Linked DNA regions of Mus musculus: region 2 is linked to region 1. A link is a contact called in public Hi-C data. All regions are on one chromosome and are shown on one strand. The core of a region is the stretch at or near the end of the contact, and the rest is flanking DNA. Distances in the headings are between cores, read along the strand shown. Region 1 overlaps Med27 (mediator complex subunit 27). Region 2 overlaps Med27 (mediator complex subunit 27).

What was found. Hi-C and Micro-C count contacts between places; a contact is called where the count stands out from the background.
Region 2: a contact with region 1 is called in a Hi-C map of the N1E-115 cell line, with 2.4 times the contacts expected there. The contact joins two enhancer-like sites. A contact is called at or near these places in 1 of 39 promoter capture datasets (embryonic stem cells), 1 of 15 datasets of contacts at CTCF or cohesin (pro-B cells), 2 of 484 Hi-C or Micro-C datasets (the N1E-115 cell line and pre-pro-B cells) and 3 of 9 other capture datasets (adipose tissue, embryonic stem cells and pancreatic islet).

The regions. Positions count from the first base shown.
Region 1 is chr2:29,368,052-29,370,751 of GRCm38.p6, reverse strand. The region is part of intron 2 of Med27 (mediator complex subunit 27); the gene reads right to left. Among named protein-coding and RNA genes, the nearest start is that of Med27, 23 kb to the right of the region's middle. Within about 2 kb of position 1,356, at least 6 of the 459 cell types and tissues checked have an H3K27ac peak or open chromatin away from gene starts, as enhancers often do. A contact at or near this core is called in the N1E-115 cell line, where this site is marked.
Region 2 is chr2:29,437,042-29,439,741 of GRCm38.p6, reverse strand. All of the region lies in intron 3 of Med27 (mediator complex subunit 27), which reads right to left. Among named protein-coding and RNA genes, the nearest start is that of Mir133c, 37 kb to the left of the region's middle. Within about 2 kb of position 1,366, at least 21 of the 459 cell types and tissues checked have an H3K27ac peak or open chromatin away from gene starts, as enhancers often do. A contact at or near this core is called in the N1E-115 cell line, where this site is marked.

The DNA.
Region 1 (2,700 bases), core at 107-2,606:
CCAGGAGGAACCACAGTTGGCACAGACCACACCCACACTCTGTATGGTGATCCAGTGGTCTCTTACACCTGCAGCCAGCTTTTTCCTGCCTGAAATAACCAGGAGTAACTTCAATGGGTCCTCATCCAGCCTTACTTAGACTTGCATAAATGTAAGCCAATGAGAAGGCTGGATTTCGTTTCCTAGAAACCAAACCAGCAAGTGACCAGCAAATTAAGCCAGGAACAGGGCTTTTCCAGCAGGTGGTCCCAAATCAAAAGACTTCCCAAGTTTCTTCCCTCAGACTCACATTGTTACCACCTCCCTTTAGTCAGCATCTCCTTGAGGACAGCAGTGGAGACTGGGCTCAAGAGAATTGCCCTGGGGAAAAACTAGCTGCAATGATAAGCTTTTCGTGATGAAGTTCGAGGCTGTTGAGTTTCTTGATATGAGTGCTGGGAACTTAACTTGGGTCTTCCGGATCCAAGCAATTGCTCTTGTTTGCTGAGTCCTAAGAATCTTTTTTAATATCAAGAATTTAGTCTTGTACAGAAATGTTATAAGGAAAAACCTTCTATGAAACCAAGTGAAAACATGCTGAATGTGTTCATTTCAAAGTCAGACATGACACATGGCTACAGGTACCACACATCTTTTCCATTTTCTCAAGCAGAGTGTGTGTGTGTGCTGGTTGAGGGACTGGTCTCCCTCTTCCTACCTCCAAAAGCAAGGCTCATTGCTCATTTCTCTGTAATCTGGGAGCTCACTTGAAGGTCATTGAAGAACAACAGCAAAAATACCTACCTCTTCACAGCTTCAGTGAAACTGCCTAAAAAGCTAAGATTGCATAGCCAACCCCCATCATCAATAAGTCATAATTCACTTATCCTAAAACCTGACATGGCAATGTCTCCCACCATCAGGGGGTTCTGAGAATTATCTGGCCGTGTCTTGCCTTCTCTGGTGGTTTCAAAGCAGCACAAAAAGAATGGCATGGCCAGGCGGTGGTGGCACACGCCTTTAATCCCAGCACTTGGGAGGCAGAGGCAGGCGGATTTCTGAGTTCGAGGCCAGCCTGGTCTACAAAGTGAGTTCGAGGACAGCCAGCAGGGCTATACAGAGAAACCCTGTCTCAAAAAAAAAAAAAAAAAAAAAAAAAGAACGGCATGCCTTATAATCAGCAAATGCAGTAAATAAAACAGAACCAACTTTGAGGGTGCCCCCACATGCTACTCGCAGCCCCTCCCCATGCTTGCAAAGAACATAGGAACCTGCTCTAGTCCCATTCTGAAAATCCCACTTGACTCAAAGACTGAAGCAGCAGCAGGCAGCTACAAAACCTTACAGCTGGGAGAAAATGGAATTGAACTCACAGGCAAAGATAAAAGAGCCAGTTCTCTGCCCGAGAGACAGACGAACGGGATCAGAATCCAAAGCAGTGCTTTGCTTTTCTCAACAGCTTTTAACTCAGACTAGAGTATTCACTTCGGAGCGTCCGGTATCTCGGGGAAGACAAGAGAATAAGAAACACTCTCAAAAAGACTTCGGTGAAGAGCTATGGACCAGCATGGGGCTCAGGAGGGGAGACAAGCTTCCAGTTTAAACAGTAATTTGTGCATAATTATCCTTGCAGGTTGATACAAGATAGTTAGATTAAATAAATTAATCAAAGTACAAATTGTGCTGGCAAACTCCAGTGCCTAGCATCTCCTAAGGCCAATCTGCCAACTGCTCTGAGGCCAGGCCTCACAGTCACCAAATCAGAGCTGACAGCTAATGGGAGGAAGAGACACACTACCTCTGGAGCCTGAGAGGCAATCTGAGGGGCGGGCCTAGGCGGGGCTCTGCGAAGCCAAGACAATAGAAACTTTAAACACAAGGTCCATTACAGCCTGCACTCCCACAGTCATTTGCACATGACGATGGAAATAAATCCTCCAGAAAACAGCCATTAATATGCCTTGGCCAACACAGCTCAGGCATCCTATCTGTTGTACGGTGTTCCTGGGACACTTGATTTCCCACACCCTACCCCCTTGCTCCTACTGTGGGTAACACAGGTCAACACTCTTAGCACAGACATCCCAGGAACACATCTCATCACTGCACTGGTAAGAGCTAACATGCCCATTCTTTACCAGTGTTAGCTCCTGGAATTGTCACCAAGCCCTGATACAGTAAGAACCATGATGCCCCTAGTTAAAGATGTGGAAACTGAGAGTCAGAGCCACACAGCCTAGCCAGGGTCACGTGTTGAACTTGCTCTCCTTGCTGGGCTACCTGAGGAACTAGAAAAGAAGTCCATTTTCAAGGTAGAAAATCATTAACAAAAGCAGTTAAAATATTGATCTCTACTTGTTTTTGGTTTTGTTTTGACATGACTTGATTAGTGTAAGAATGGTATGAGGAGGAATCCGGTCTCTGCCATGAAGCCAGACGGTAGAGCATGACCCTGTGACAGACACTACATCCAGCTCAGGAAGCTCTTTCTCCGATACCAGCCAGGAGAGTGGCACTTTCAGGGGAAAGGCACTGCACACCGCTTGGGCGTGCTGGTCCATCCCCAAAGCAGTGGCCCATGCCTCTGTGGAACCTTCAGGACACGCTTCCTGCTCCTGCAGAGCCTTCATTCAGTGCTTCCTAGTGTCATGTACTCTGCCAATCATGTATTGCTCGAGATTCCAACTTCAACATTTTGAAATATTCCTTTTTCCAGAGAAA
Region 2 (2,700 bases), core at 117-2,616, 69 kb before region 1:
TGTTCATTCACAGCACTGTTGCGAGTTTTAAGAGAAACCATTATTTGTCTTGGCTAAATTACAATCTATCTCATTCTCCGATGCTTGCCCTGAGTGATGGCTAAAGATGTTCTCCTTCAAAACAGGCATCAGCCATTTGGACAGCTGCAATCTGGGCCCCTGGGCCAAGAGCAAACTAAAATACTATTTCTGATAATGAAGAAGTCAAGCACACACGAGGCGCAGATGCTGAGTCCTCTCCCTGGTTTATTTTAAAATGTGGCCATTTGTGGGCACCAACCCTGACTGGTGCTATTGCGCTCCCAGGAGAGGGAAGAGCATCAGGAAGGGCTCGAGATTCACAGTGTGTGTGTGTGTGTGAATGTGTGTACTCTTGTACATACTGATGCTCATTTGCATCCATGATAGCAAGAAGATATTTAACACACTAATACAATGAGAGCAAAGCAGGATTTGAGGTAAGAAGAATGGTAACTTATAACCAGCTCTGCAGGCCTCCAGTCACTGAAGACAGCAAGAGATATGGAAAGAAGGGCACACTGCCAGGTAAGGGACTGGCACACTTTCTAAGAAAAATCAGGCCTCAGATTTCCAACCAAATTTAACAACTGACCCCATTTCCTTCCCACTTTATTTTGAAGTGTTAGAGAAAGAGAGGATTTCAATCAGTAGGAAGTCACCTGGGGAAAGGCCCACTCCCACACACAGAATATCTACGTCTTGCATACTCTGTGCACTCTTCCATGTGTGGCAGTCTATCTGTCGGCTGATGGATCCCAGCAGGATGTGTGTCCCAGTGTCTGACAAGGTCTAGCGATGTTCTGAGTGATAAAGAACAGTGGCACCAGCCACCAACTCCAGCCTGAGCACTGGCAAGGCTCAGCGGCTTTCCATTCTGCACCCCGAAAGCCCAGAGCCCCAGAATGCACACAAGAAGCCAAGCTCTTCTGCTCATGGGAGCACTGAGGACACAAACGGGCAGGAAGTGAGCTGAGGTCATAGGGTAAAAGAGCTACAGTAAACAAGCAAGAGACAAGGTCAGAGAACAGCTGACCAGCTGGGCTAGGCCAGAGCTGGAATCACTGTGTTAGAAGGACAGGGTGAGCAAGTTGCCCCGAGCAACAGCATCACAATCATGAGGGAGCACACAGTGCTCCACCATTACATAGCCAGGAAGAGATGGGGTGTGGACGTGAACCTGGGACACAGGACCAGAACTAGTCCTCTAAGCCAAGGACCAACAGTCCTTTTCTTAAAGGTCCAGAGACCTTTAAGAAAAGCAAATACTTTTAGCTTTGCTGATCATATGACCTCTGTGGCAAAAACTGACCTCTGTGTAGTCTCTTTGGATTTACAAATGAGTGGACATGACCATGCACAGAACTGTATTGAGCAAGCACCACCAGTGAGCCTTGGCTTGCCAATCACTGCACTAACCAACGTTTTTTCTATTTTAAACTTGTGCATGTGTGTGTATGATTTGTATGCTCATGTACATGCAAGCACACATGTGCCATAGCACACATGTGATGGTCAGAGGACCTTAGGGGTCGGTCCTTGCCTGAGGAGGATCTTTGGCTCTCCACTTTGTAAACTAGCCTGGCTAGCCTGCATGATTCTGATAACATCTCTGTCTCCCATCTTGCCACCCTTGCACAGGTGTTACAGATGTGCATTACATGAGCTCTGGGGATTTGAACGGAAGTTCTCACTCTTACAAGACAAGTGCTTCACTTGCTGAACCAACGCCCCAGCCCTCTTCCCCCCCCCCTTTTTTTTTTGGTTTTTTGAGACAGGGTTTTTCTGTGTAGCCCTGGCTGTCCTGGAACTCACTTTGTAGACCAGGCTGGCCTTGAACTCAGAAATCCACCTGCCTCTGCCTCCCAAGTGCTGGGATTAAAGGCGTGCGCCACCACACCCGGCTCTTTTCCCCTTAATAAGCAGACTAATCACCTATTGGCGTTACCATGTAGTCTCATGGGGGTGGTACAATGGACAGAGGCTTGAGCTCTGCTAAGTTCCCAGGAGACCTTGCTGCAGGACTACAGACAGCATGAGGCTTGTCACTCCTCCTCCTCTCTTGTCATATTTTACAGTCCTACCCCCCAAATTCTATTCACCATTGTTTGACCGAGTCAGACAAGGATGATCAAACGTAGCCAGGCCAAAGCAGACCTTCCTGGGCAGAAAGGCCTGGGCTGCTTCCCCACGCCCCCCGCCCCCGCCCCGACTGTACTCTTGATGCAGTCTCCTCATCACATCGCCAGAGATTTTACAATGTAGAGACCAGTGGCCAACCTTCCAGGCCAACCTTCCCAACATGCTGCAATCCTACAAACGTTTCTCTAGGATGGAACAGGTGTGATGACTCTTGGGGAGAGAGTCCACTCCTAGTCCAGCAGGACTTCTATCTCAAAGACTGCCTGGGAGACTTGCCAGAAGTGGCTCTGACTTTGGTGTGACAAATATAAAATACTTCTTTAAACCCGCCCCTTCCTCCATCATTAACAATGAGTATTTTTAGCATCTAAAAATGTGGACCTCAGACAGATATGTAAATATTTAGCACCATCCTTTCGAGACTGTTAAGCTTTCATTTTCAATCATGCGGAGGTATGTGAATGTCTTCATTAATAGTCTAATTATATCATATATTTTCATCCTGTACAATATTTTGCTTCTATATTTGAAATAATTGAA